2 separate regions of the Arachis hypogaea genome follow, and region 2 is linked to region 1. Evidence: chromatin contacts called from public Hi-C data. All regions are on one chromosome and are shown on one strand. The core of a region is the stretch at or near the end of the contact, and the rest is flanking DNA. Distances in the headings are between cores, read along the strand shown.

Region 1 (7,391 bases), core at 3,089-5,588:
AGCTTTAAGATGCTAACATCAATCACAATTGAAAAATGTGGTAATTTAAAGTGTGTGCTCTCGGAGTCAATGGCTATAAGCCTTTTGCAACTTCAACGACTAATTGTTTCAAACTGAGATGATGGAGGCACTTTGCTTCCTAACTTGGAGTACTTGTACCTTGGTTATTTGCCAAAGCTGGATTGTATTTATTCAAGAGTTTATCATGAATATGATATCCTCTTCTATGATTATGAGAAAGAGGAGAAGGGAATCCATCATCTTAATAATAATAGTAAGCAGCAAGTTGAGGTCTCTTTTCCTCACTTAAAAACATTGCAGATGTACGAACTCCCTAGGCTCAAGTGTTTTTGTCCCAGAGTATATGATTATGACTTCATACTCGATGATGATGATAACAGGGGAAAAGGATGTTAATTTGACAATATATTATTTTGTACATAGAATGAAATACAAGGTATGAGAAAAGCAAATTATATAATAAATTTTGAATTTAGACATGAGATGATAAAGTTAATGATATGATGTGCATTGACTTACAGCAATTAGAGACATTCAGATGTATTATTGAGCAACACCAATATCAACACTTGTTGGAGTACATCACTGCTACAGCCTACAAGCTGTTAAGTTGTGTCTCATCAAACATGATGCACCTATTCCAACATGTAGAATCACTCAAGGGACACAATTGCGTAACCTAGAATTCAGCACAAAAGATGTTAATGAGGCGATAAAATATACATGCATTCCAATCAAAAGAAATTTTCTGGGCAGTGCAAATGCAAGTATATATGATCTCTCACTATCTTCTCAAAGAAAGGGAACAGAACAAAACGGAGTAAGTTTTGCTTTATTCTAAATTCATCATATCACACTCACTCACGCATCCAAGTCATAACAAGACAAGTTTATGGTTCTTTTCTTTTTCATTTTATATGCAACAATTCTCTAGGCGTTCTTTAATCCAAAGTTTACATATTTTGAGGATTTTGCTTTTCAGAAGGCACTTAATTAAGTTTTCTTCTAGTTTTCCATCATGCCAAAATAAGGGTAACAAATTCTCTTCCGATCTTTCTAGTTGCCATTTAATTTTAGTGGCAAAATGTTTTTTACCAACCACAAGACTCTCGAAAGTATATTAATCTCATAAACAGATTATTTATAATACAGTGATTTTGTTATAAGTAACTCTTTGTGATTTCTTGCAGCTATTAAATCAAATTTGGATGAAAGGTGTAGATGATAGCAGAAAGTACATTTGATGGACTCTGCCTCTGCAGAATGTAGAGTGATTATTAACTTATTGTGCACTCTTTAGATAAAAGAAGATTATTGCATGTCAAATCCTTAAAAATACTTTGAATCTCACCTGATCCATGGAAGGGAGGGACAGGCTTAAAATCAAAACCAGAACTGGCCATATGCTTCTTACATAATTCAATTTAATTAGTTTGCTGATGTTGTCTCACAAGAGAGAGTTTTTTGTATTTAGACATTTTCAACAATTAATTTAGTCTTAGCTACATCACAAGTCTCAAATAGTATAGTATTGATATAATGATTAGTTTCATTACAAGTTGAAGTTGGTTCAAGTGTCACATGCTTAATTCCCCTTGAACAATGTCATGGATTTTTGTTTTGCATCTCACAATATAACATTATAGTAGTTGCATGTTTATGCAGAAAAGCTACTCTTTTTTCCTTATTATTTTTAGCCTTGAGCATCGTATATGATGAGTCACAAGATTGTCTTTATGTATTTGCATATTTGTATCATTTTATTATCAAATATTTACTTTCTAATTCTCTCATTTTAATATATGGTTTGCTTCATTTTTGAAGATAACTTGGTTCCTATTCAAAAATGTTAGTCTCCAATATGACACACTTGATACGGTGAGTTTAAAAAATAATAATTTAATTTTGTGTAATGACAAACATATATTTGGTTGAGTTTAAAAACTTAAAAATGGTTTGATGAATGTTTTATTTGTGCAGGTTCATATTAAAATTTTTGGTGACAAAAAAGGCTAAGCTATTCAACAACTCATATGAAGCAAACAATAAAAAAAGTGTTGCAGCTATATGAACTAAAATGGACAAACAGTATAGATCATTGCTGCTGAAATTTGCTGATGCATGCACCAGTTCGGGTATAAGTACTTTAACATTCGGAAGAAAGGACTCTATTAAGTTTTGGCATCAAAGCAATGTCATCAAGAAAAATTTGTTATCAAAAAAAATTTCAATTTTTGAAAGTAACACCTATATAAAAATGGGCATTCAACCAAGCTTTGAGGTTAAGAGAGGGCACAAAATCTGTTCATTTTATAGCATTCTTACTATATTTTTTTCATTTTGTTAATTGAATATCATGCTTTTCTAGTTTATTTTTCTTTATTTTAAGAAAAAAGTTAATATGTTAGGCATTAAAAAAAATTATTAAGAGAAAAGACAAAAAAAAAAAAAACTACACTTAAAAAAAGTCAAAGATTATATCAAATTATTTTGATGTAATTTTCTATTTTGTGTCATGAGTAAGTAAATTTTTCTTGCAAACTTAGGAGAGTCTTTAGTGTGAAAAATCTAAGCTAAGTTAGGTAAGTAATTACAAGCTTGGTTAGAAGTGTGAGTGTTTTTTTTATAGGATTAAAAGGAATTCTAAAAAGTTGGTAAATGTAATATCTTTGACATTATAATAAAAAATTCTATCATTATTGTAGTGAAAATTAGATGCAACTCATTTTATACTAAATAATTGAACCAAGATATATAATCGTATAAATAAGTTATTTCATATTTTTTTTGTTTTAACATACTTTGCATTAACTTCTAAATTTCTTTTAGTGATTAAATTAAAAAAGTCTCTAAATTCAACCATTTTTTTAGACCATTAAAAATCTATTTATAAGTTGCAAAGTTAAACAGAGCTTCAAATTATAACATTGTTCTCTAATTCTTGACATTAGTCCTAAACTACTTGTTGTGCCTAATGAGTACATTATAGTCTGTAATTTATCAAAGAAAAAATAAATAATCTACAGCTTCTTTAACTATGTTAACCCTTTTTTTTTAAAAAAAAAAAGAAAAAAGAAAAATCTGTTGTAAAAGTTGACACATACATTTTCTCTTTGTTGGCAAGTGCCAAGTAAATAATAAACATTCATACTTAAATAATATTATATGATTCATGCATCTAAGTATATAAAATAAAAAAATAATATTAAAATAATACAGTCAAAAATAATTTTTATCACCACCACCGGAACAATATTCCCCCTTGTAGTAATTACCTTTGGTAACGTTTTCAAATACAAATGATGATGTTAACAGTTGACACCAATTTACTTTAAACCAAACTGTTACGGCCTGGCCCAAGATTCCGCGGGTCGACCCGACCCGAGCTCCACCCGGTCCGGCCACGCATCCTGTAACTGACCCGGAGACGCGTTCTGTACAGCTCGCACACAGCTAGGGGACAGCATCCTTTAGAATATGGGCCTGTCCCCATGGGGAGCCCACCACTGACATGTATATAAGGGGAAGACTGGATCTTCCCCCGAGGTACGTCACATTTTCTACATCACCCCTTTTTTCGCCTGCACATTGTCTGACAAGAGCGTCGGAGTGTCTTTGCAGGTGGCACCCCCCTCTCCACACGAAGTACTCGGGACCTCGCATCCATCTGACCGAAGAACCGTGACCTGACGAGCCCCTCCTATCACCCAGAATCTTGACCCGAACCGTCTGGTAACCGAGATACCGAACATTGGCGCCGTCTGTGGGGATCGTCCATGGACTTCGTGCTAGTCCAAACTGGGACAGGCTGCGAGGCCGCGCCCCCCGTGCCTGGGGGGCGCCGTTGCGACGGAAACTCGACAACAACAGAGGTCGCCTCCAAGGGACACGACGCAAACTCACGAAAGACGCCCCTTCGGAGGGACTGGCGACAACCACGCCAGGATAATGCAAGAGCTACGCCACAGGATGCAAGACTTAGAACGCAGGCTAGCAGACAGGGAACACGACCAACGCACTCTGGAGCAAAGCCCCACCAGTTCCCGCTCGAGGAGCCGCTCAAGGCGCACACCCAGCCCCCAGTATGAGTCAGAAAGCACAGGGGGACGGGGACGCGCCAGAAGAAGAAGTCGAGACCCCATCATCTACGCCAGACGCGAGAGGCGACACGCATCGAACAGGGGCGACGAGGACGCGCGTCGGGAGAACGTCGAGCTGAGAAGAATTACCTAGGGACCCGTGATAATAGGAGCGACCCCTTTCCACCGTTCCGTACTCGAGGTCCGGCTGCCAAAACACTTTGACAAGCCAACGGACATGAAGTATGATGGAACACAAGATCCCCTGGAACACTTAACGGCCTTTGAGGCCAGGATGAACTTGGAAGGAGTAGGTGACGAGGTAAGATGTCGCGCCTTCCCGGTCATCTTGGCTGGCCCAGCAATACGGTGGTTCAATAACCTCCCACAGGGCTCGGTGACCCAATTATCCGACATCAGCCATGCTTTCCTAGCTCAGTTCACGACCAGGATCGTCAAAGCTAAGCACCCGATCAATTTGCTGGGGGTGACTCAGAGAGCCGGGGAGCCGACCAGGAAATACTTGGATCGCTTCAACGATGAGTGCCTCGAGATTGACGGCTTGACGGACTCGGTGGCAAGTTTGTGTCTGACGAATGGCCTCTCGAATGAGGACTTTAGGAAACATCTTACCACAAAGCCCGTCTGGACAATGCAAGAGATCCAGTGCGTGGCCAAAGAGTACATCAACGATGAGGAAGTTAGCCGGGTCGTGGCTGCTAATAAACGGCAACCCGCGTACAACCAAACCCGGCACTACGAAAGCAGAGAGAGGCCAAAGGAACACGCCAGGGACGGCGGTCTAGGCAAAGCACCCAAACCTGTTCCTAGAGTCGGGAAGTTCACTAACTATACCCCCCTCACGGCGACGATCACCGAAGTTTACCAACAGATTGCAGAGAAGGGGATACTGTCGAGGCCCCGACCTCTGAAAGACAGGACGGGGGGAAACAAGAACCTCTACTACGACTATCACAAGGGTTACGGGCACAAGACCTAAGACTGCTTCGACCTAAAGGACGCCCTGGAACAAGCAATCAGGGATGGAAAACTAGCTGACTTCTCACACCTTATAAGGGAGCCGAGGAGACGTAATCGGGACCACGATGGCGAGGACAGGTCCCGGTCAACAAGGCGACGCCAAGAACCAGAGGGCGACGACCACGGCCTCACGGTGGTAAACGTAGTAATGGCCAGGAATACCGCCCCAAGGTCAAAATCGGCACAGAAAAAGGACGCCAAGGTCCTAACGGTCTCCTCCTCGTCTGCTAGAAGTTCCCGGAGTCTCCCATCCATCTCCTTCGGCCCAGAAGACCAATGGTTCGACGAGGTGCCGGAAAGCCCACCCATAGTCATTATGGCCAGGATCCGAACAGGCCTCGTCAAACGAATCCTGGTAGATACAGGGGCAGACTCAAACATCATGTTTAGAAACGTTTTCGATGCCCTGGGATTGAGAGACGCCGACCTGGCGACCCACCAGCACGGTGTGGTAGGACTGGGAGACCACTTCATCAAGCCGGATGGAATCATCTCGCTCCCGACCTCCGTGGGTCAGGGGCAGAGACGAAGAACAGTCATGGCAGATTTTGTAATCTTACGGGATTTCACAGCTTATAACGTTATCTTGGGGAGGAAAACCATCAACGACCTGGGGGCTGCCATTAGTACGAAGCTGCTCGTGATGAAGTTTGTTGCTGATGACGGATCCGTAGGATCTATCAGAGGAGACTTGGAAACGGCGGTTGCCTGCGACCACGCCAGCCTCTCCCTCAGGAAAAAGTCCAAAGAAGCTTAAGGAGTTTTCCTCGCCGACCTGGACGCCAGGATAGAAGATAAGCACAGACCTGAGCCAGAAGGGGATTTGGAAAAATTTAGGGTTGGTGATGGGGACGAGAAATTCACGTTCATAAACAGAAACCTTCCCCATGAATTAAAGGAGCCTCTGATAGAGATGATCAGAGCCAATGCCGACCTCTTCGCTTGGACGCTAGTCGACATGCCAGGGATAGATCCCCAGCTCATGTCACACCATCTGGCCGTCAAACCGGAAGCTAAGCCAGTGGCCCAGAGGAAGAGAAAGATGTCACAGGAACGGGCAGAGGAGGTGGCCAGGCAGGCGGCCAGCCTCCTTGAAACGGGGTTCATCCGGGAACTGGACTACTCGACCTGGCTGTCGAACGTAGTTTTGGTGACGAAACACAATGGGAGGTGGAGAATGTGTGTAGACTACTCTGACCTCAATAAGGCATGTCCTAAGGACTGCTACCCCCTGCCCAACATTGACGCGCTCGTCGACGCGGCGGCGGGATACCGATGTCTGAGCTTCATGGACGCCTATTCTGGGTATAACCAGATACCGATACACCGACCCGACGAGGAAAAAATGGCGTTCATAACGCCAGGAGGGACCTATTGCTACAAAGTAATGCCATTTGGTCTGAAAAATGCTGGCGCCACATACCAGAGACTGATGAACAAAATATTCAGTGAGCTTATAGGCAAGACAGTGGAAGTCTACATGGACGACATCCTCGCAAAAACCACATGGCCAGACGATCTCCTGAGTGACCTGGGAGGCGTATTTGCGTCCCTCCGGAAACACGGCATGAGGCTTAACCCGCTCAAATGTGTCTTTGCCATGGAAGCAGGAAAGTTCCTGGGATTCATGATCACCCAAAGAGGAGTGGAAGCCAACCCCGAGAAATGCCAAGCGATTCTCCAGATGAAGAGCCCGGGTTGTATCAAAGATGTCCAACGATTGGCGGGGAGACTGACGGCATTATCCCGTTTCCTCGGTGCATCGGCAGCAAAAGCCCTGCCCTTCTTCAATCTGATGAAAAAGGGAATAGCATTCGAATGGACCCCGGCGTGCGAGGAGGCATTCAACCACTTCAAGGAGATTTTAGCAGCGCCCCCGGTGCTCGGGAAGCCCAAGGCCAGAGAATCACTCTACCTCTACCTGGCAGTAACAGAGGAAGTGCTTGCAGCGGTGCTCGTAAGAGAAGAAGGGAAAGCTCAGCAGCCAGTCTACTTCGTGAGTAGGGCTCTACAAGGAGCCGAGCTGAGGTACAGCAAACTAGAAAAGCTGGCTTTGACACTCCTAACTTCCTCCCGAAGGTTAAGGCAATACTTCCAGGGTCACCGTATAGTCGTGAGAACGGACCAGGCAATTCGCCAAGTACTACAAAAACCCGATTTGGCTGGTAGGATGATGACTTGGGCCATCGAACTCTCCCAATACGACTTGCAGTATGAGCCCCGGCACGCAATCAAAGCCCAGGCAATGGC
Region 2 (7,391 bases), core at 1,435-3,934, 500 kb after region 1:
AAAGTGATATATATATATATGGTTTGGTTAGTCAGCCTAACCTGGAATTGCTGCGGAACAAATCTGAAGTTGAGAAATTGAAAAGGTATCCATAATTGCCAGTTTGCCACAACAGAAGAAAACCACTCCTGCAAAATGAAATTTGAGGATGAATACGCACTTTCCAATGCTACAATGGAAATATCCCTCTTTGTATACACATTTTACATGAATGTACAAGCTAAAAGCCTAAAACCATTAACCACACCTGTTTAAGTTTGGGGATAGCTTGTGATGGCCCTCCCTCAAGTGTGACCAATGTAGCTAAGAAAACCGCAATGAATATGGGGGAAAATAAGAACTGCAATCATATTTCACCATGCTCAGAATTAAAATACCAAACTCAGCACACAGTTAATGATTGATTAGTAACAGTACACTGTAGGGTTGGGGCCGATGGAATTTTCCTACCTGATCAATTACAAGACGCAAAAGTGCACCCAATGCTCCAGGTAGTGTAACCAATTTACTTAGATACAAGTACCTGAAGATTCAAAGCAAGAATCAGGAAATTATCCTAGTAAAAAAAATTAATTGGGGAAATTAAAAATTTGAAAATTTATCAACACAAAAGCACTGCATTTCAGAACAGAACCATAACTTAAAGCACGATAATTGCATTAGTATTTCTGAAAGCATGATAGTTGCATTGATATTTCTGAACATTAGTTAAAAATTGATCAAATTCGAAAGAACATAACGAATTAGTTGAATTTTAGGCATGACTATAAAATGGGTTCAAGAGCACTACCAGAAATGCAATGTTGGACCTACTAAGACAAAACCAAGCAGAGTGAAAATAAACGTCCTCTTCAAGTCCAAATACCGCACTTGGTCTATTACAAGCTACGAAAATAAATTGAATATACTTAGAGAGTGCATACAATCACAATTTTTCAAATAGAAAATTAAGCATTGAGTTTTAGAAGATACACATAAAAAAATCAAATTCAGATGGATGCCATGTTGACCTTGATAATGAGGATTTGCTTAAATTGATAAAATAAATAAAATTCAGAAAGCAACAATATGAATGACAGAATAAAAGAAGATATCACAACACATAAGACATAGATATTAATTAGGTAGTCCGCAGCATTCCACTAATTAAACTTCAGATTCCTCCATGATAACATCTGATCCCCGTGCAGAGCAGTAAAAAATATTGGCAACACCATAAGTTGATATAAACCATGCACAAAAGAAAAGTACAGATTTCTTCACCTTCTTTCTTTTTCTTTTTTTTTAATAATAAAGTTGTTAGCCATCATCTATTCAGAATAAATAAGCTTTGAATTCCTAGAAACCTTACATTATTCAGTCCTTTGTCCACATACCATAAGGTAGCAATGCACTTGAATCATGCCTCCATGGCATAGAATAAAGTTTCTATAGGAATTTACCTGTATGTATCTCATGCATTTCATGTCATAAAGATCTGGAAATGCATATGCTTCAACAAAGAATAGAAACAGGGACAGCATACCTGGCATATCAAATCTCCAATTAGTGTCAAAATTGCAGATGTTATAGCTTTTACTGCAACAGGGTTTTTTCCAAGAACAGCCAAATACCTGTGGTGAACAGGTGAAGTTATGTTAGATTTCCAAAAAAATGAAAAAAAAAATCCCCCTGAATTGACTGAAAGAAGAACCCCTTGAATCTTTAATCATTTTGCTTCAGTGATCTGTATTCTCTAATGCTCAGTCATTATCCTTTTTTTTTTTTTTTGAAAAAATTTCAACCATTGTTTCTTTCATAGAGTCACCCCAGGGTTCTGTTTTCTAGATCTCCCAGTGCACATGAAACATCCATTTAATTTCTATATACACTCTAACCATCCAAAATGATGAAATAATAGAAAATGTAGTAGCCTCTATATATAATCTTTGACAAAAAAAAAAGCTGCAGTCACTAATCACGAATATCTATACATAAAACCCACTACCGACCGATGATAACATAGTGACTTCAATTTTCTGTACTAGAGTTCATTCAGTTAACTTGTTTTGCGTCCAAACAAAACATTGTTGCAAGAGGTAAAAAAAAAATAATGATTAATATAAAAAAGAAACATTTCTCACTAACAAGAATAACACTAATCCCTTAATCCCTAAGTATGATTAATTGATTATTACCATGACAAGAATGACGAATTATCTCCTCCACCAGCGTGGCTGCCGTCGCCGCCGCCACTACCTCCGCCGGAATCGGAGCCTCCAGGGCCACGAGATCCGACAGAAGCGTCGTCGGGTAGGGCAGAGAGGCGGGAATTGCGGAAGCGGAGATTGGTGACGAAGGAAGGGAGAGAGCAGGTGGAGGTGAGAGAAGGGTGAGCGCAGGATTGGGTAGAAGGAAGACGGAATATTGGAGAAGAAGGAACACAGGAAATGAGTGGTTGAGAAGAAAGGTTAGTGAAGAGTAGGGAGTGGTGAGTCACTGACGCCATTGTTTCGCAGAAGAAAGGGTTTTAGAGGTCTTTGCTGAATGCTGAGTGCTTACAGAGTTACACTTACAGTCGACTCCACCACTTCCGTTTTTGCCGCCAGCGATGGCACTATCCAGTGCCCACTTGGCGGCTTGCCGCTGCGGGTTCCAAAACTCTTTTATACAAGTTAAATTAATTATATTATATAGAATAAATTTAAAATGCTATAAATATTGCTTAGGAATATATATTAGATAATATATAAATTAATATTAAATTTAAAATTTATTACAAAAAATATTGTATAATATATTTATTTAATTTGACCATTTATATATGATCTAATAATATTATTATTCAATAAAAAAGATATAAAAAATATATCGTTTTAATCTAGATAATAATTATGTTTAATCATTATTTTATAATTTAATTAAATAATAATATAAATTAAATTTAATTGATTAAAAATTTAAAATTTTGTCTAATAACATATCAAAATTAATTTAAATTTTATAACTGTTGATAATAAATGACAATTTAAAATAAAAAAATTAATTTAAAATTTAATAATTATAAAAAATAAAATTATACATAAATTAGACTATAAGTAATAAAAATATTCAATTGAAACATTTCTTTAGTATTTATTCCAATTTTGAATATAAAAAAGAAATTGTTTTATTTTTGAGTAATCTTATTATTATTAGGAGAACATGAAATTTCACCTTAACGACGAGACTCCGAAAGGTAACATCTATTACACAGTGATGCCTTTTGGTTTAAAGAAGGAAGGCACTAAGACGGATTTCCTTGCTTCGGGGATTGCTACAATCATGCTAGCTTTTTCCCGGACATTAAGCCAAGGGTTATTTTCTTCTTTCTTACGCTTCTGATTTTATATTATTATTTTTTATTTTTATTTTTATTTTTTAACTAGTTACTTTTGTTTATTTTTTATTTTTTTAGATTATATTTAAATACTATGGTACAGTAATAAAATTATTAGATAAAATATAAATATGAATATTATTAATATTTTAATAATTAAAAATGACATTCAATTTTTTAATTTTATTTTTCATGAATCATGAGAACATGTATTTTTAACAATATTGCTACAATTAAATAATATTAAAAAAATATAAATTATTAAAAGAAAAAAAGTGATATATATATATAGGCGACAAAGACATTATATAACTTATGAGTATAAATTACACAAAAAAATAAAAAAATTAATGAATACAATCACACAATCACCTAATATATATGTTTAGCAAATTAAAAAAAATTTTGCTATCAACTAAATTCTAGTTGTGTAAAAAATTAGGAAGAATAGAAAGGAAGAAAAAGAAAGAAGTATGAAATTATATGAGAGGAGATAAAAAAAATATGTGAAGTGAATGTTGATTTATATAGTAAATATAAGAATGAATGATGAGTATGAAAGAAGTAGAGAAAGAATTAGATTTTAATTAAATTTATACCTATTAAAAAAAATTAACAAAGCAATAATGTAACCTACATAAAAATAAAGAGTAAAAGAATATAAAAAGTTAAGGTTTAAAAAGAATCCTATAATATTATAGAAAGATAGGTTATTGCGAGAAAATAAAAATACAATGAGAATTTTATGGCATAATGTAAAGATAGAAAATTATGCCACATAAAGAAAAAATTCTTATGTGACAACATAGAATAAAATCAAATGTTTAAAAATGATTATAAAACTATCTCGAGCTCTCTTTTAATATATTATAATAAGTAATAAAAAATGCAATAAAAGTTTATTCACCTGATTTTATATAATTTTTTTTATTTTTATTTTTTAAATAATTAGTTTTATTTATTTTTTTATCTTTTTAAAGTTATATTTAAATACTATAGTACAATAATAAAACTATTAGATAAAATACAAATATGAATATTATTAATATTTTAATAATTAAAAATAATATTTAATTTTTTAATTTTATTTTTATGAATCATTACAATATATATTTTTAAAGATATTATTACAAGTAAATGATATTAAAAGAATTTAAGTTAAAAAAAAGTGATATATAGATGATAAAGACAACATATAACTCATAAAATTAATGAATACAATCACACAATGACCTAATATATACGTTTAGTAAATTAAAAAATAAAAATAAAATTATGGCCATTAAACACAAATTCCAATAATTAAAACTATGGTTATTAACTAAATTCTAGCTGTGCAAAAAAATTAATAAGAATGAAGAGTAGAGAGAAAGAAAAAGAGAAAGAGATATGAGATTATGTGAGAAGAGATAAAGAAAATGTGTGAAGTGAATATTGATTTATATAGTAAATATAAGAATGAGATATGAGTATGAAAGGAGAAGAGAAAAAATTAGATTTTAATCAAATTTATATCTATTAAAAAGAATTAACATTAACATTGAAAGTAATAGTGTAACCTACATAAAAACAAAGTATAAGAGAATATAAAAAGTTAAGGTTAAAAGACAATCTTATTTTTTTTTATTAACATTATATAAAGATAAGTTATTACGAGGAGATAAGAATAAAATGAGAATTCTATGGCATAATGTAAAGATAGAAGATTGTGTTCAAATTGTGTAAAATAGCCACTTAAGCTGACATGGCATCATGGTAGAAAGCTAGAAGATTAACAATGTATCTAGAGATTACTTTTAGTTCTGTTTTAATATATTACTAATAGATATTAGAGAAATGGACAAAATAGGTTACTAACTTTTTGTCCTGCAGAATGCGGATATTTAAGTCTTCGACAAATAGAAAATACATTATAGTCTCTAATTTCTTTAAACGTAGAGTACTTAGCTTCTTTCGTGCATCTAGGTTTATAAAATACTACAAAATTTAGTGGTGTGAAATGAATTATGTGTGTTCAAATTGGTGTTTGCTCAAATTAGAATTTGAATAAATTTGATTTTATAGAATTAATTTTAAATAAAAGTAAGTTTGTGATAATATGTTTTATGTTTGACAACCTTATACAAAATTAATTTTGATAGAATGAATATTATTTGAATAATGGTGGTTAAAATTACATTTAGATAGATAATTATTAAAATAGATATGATATTAAATTATAATATTATCCTTTTAAACATGTTTAATTTTTTTATATAGTATTTTTATATTCTTTTTTAATAACTATAATTTTTCACTATTATTTATGATTATTTTTTATTTTGCTCTACTTAATATGATCAATAATTTATATTATGATTAAAAAAAAATTTTATTATTCTATTATTTTTTAGATATATACATAAGAATATTAGTTTTGCTTTTTTTTTTAAAATACTCTTTTTTGCATCGTATTTTTTTATTACTTTCAGTATTCTTGTTTTTAGTATTGTTTTAAAATATAATGTTTTACTAATTATGATTTTATTATTATTTATAGTTAAATTTTTATTTAATTTGTTCTTTCTAATAAGATCAATCATTCATATTTTAAAAGAATTACAATAATAAATAGTACATAAGAATTACAATGACAAATTTTACAAAACTAAAAAAAATAGAATCTATATTTTTTTATAGTATTTTCAATATTCTTTTATTTAATACTATTTTAAATTATAATTTTTTATTACTTATAATTTTATTATCATTTTATAGTTAGTTTTTTATTTAATTTATCCTCCATAGTGGGATTAATAATTCCTAAAATAAATTTTTATTTGTGTTTCTTTGTGGAAAAAAGAATGAAAGGTAGAATTGATAAAATAGGTAAAAAGATTAACACAACACATAAGCTAGTAAATTACAACTGCTAGCTTCTCATAAACATGAGTTGAGACTAAGAATCACATCTGCGTTTTGAAATTAAAAAAAAAAGCCAAACAAAATATTCAAGCATTCAAAAAATTTAAACGTACTTTTTATAGTTAAACACGAATCCAAACACATCCTATATACGTGGCCGTTACGAATAATATGTCGTTAAATAATTATTTAACAATTCATTTCTCATATGATTACGAAATCGATTATTTATAATATTCATATTTTAAAAAAAAATTCAACTGATGTTGTCCCAAAAAAAGCTAATAGTCAATATAAAAAAAAGTCCTGAAAAATTAGATATACACTAAAAAAAAGTCCCAAAGAACTATATATATATATATATATATATATATTCTAAAAAAGGATTTTAAATGTCATATTTTGATGTAATTTTTTGTAAGTAATATTAAAAAAATAAGATTTTTTCATTCTTAAAAATTTAAGATTTTATGTCAAGTGAATTTTTTAAAAAATTTTTAATTGTGAATGACTAAATTTTTTTTTTGAAAAATAAAAAAGGAAAATTTAGAGATCAAGTTTTGCTCTAAATATTTTTGTGCATTTTCTAAATATTTATTCAAACGTTGACAAAATAATTTAGACTAAATGAATATGTTATCTATTAAATACAAAAAAAAATTTGTCACTTTTAATAAATATAATATTTATTAGTTATTTTTATTGCAATTTTCAAATCATTCAAGAGTTATTTGTCTGCGCTTGAATCTTTTGGATATTAAAGTTACCTCTATTTTAAATAAATAATCAAATATATATATATATATATATATATATATATATATATATATATATATATATATACATGGTACAATAATAGTGATATTAAATTTTTTCAAATTTAAGTATATAAACGGATTTTTTCAAATTTTAAATTTATTTATTAGTTACAATTATAGAATAAGAAATTTATAATTATTTCACTCCTTTTTTTTAAGAGTTATTGTAACAAATTTGTTTGAATCTTGTCATTTGTTTCTACATAATTGAAGTTGATGAGTGAAATTTAATCATAATGGGGTGTGTGTGAATATTCTCCGAACAACCTTAACTTCGCAGGGGTGTGTGTGTGTGTGTAAATATTCTCCGG

What was found. Hi-C and Micro-C count contacts between places; a contact is called where the count stands out from the background.
Region 2: a contact with region 1 is called in a Hi-C map of leaf, with 4 times the contacts expected there. The contact joins the promoter of LOC112754654 here to the promoter of LOC112757358 in region 1. A contact is called at or near these places in 2 of 8 Hi-C or Micro-C datasets (both in leaf).

The regions. Positions count from the first base shown.
Region 1 is chr16:111,786,295-111,793,685 of arahy.Tifrunner.gnm2.J5K5, forward strand. It overlaps LOC112757358, which reads left to right and starts at 4,339. Exons shown (of 1, transcript XM_025805945.1): 1 at 4,339-5,100. The coding sequence starts at 4,339. The coding sequence ends at 5,100.
Region 2 is chr16:112,290,254-112,297,644 of arahy.Tifrunner.gnm2.J5K5, forward strand. LOC112754654 (protein sym-1) reads right to left here and starts at 2,685. Exons shown (of 8, transcript XM_025802354.2): 1 at 2,178-2,685; 2 at 1,526-1,613; 3 at 791-885; 4 at 451-523; 5 at 248-340; 6 at 42-128. The coding sequence starts at 2,488.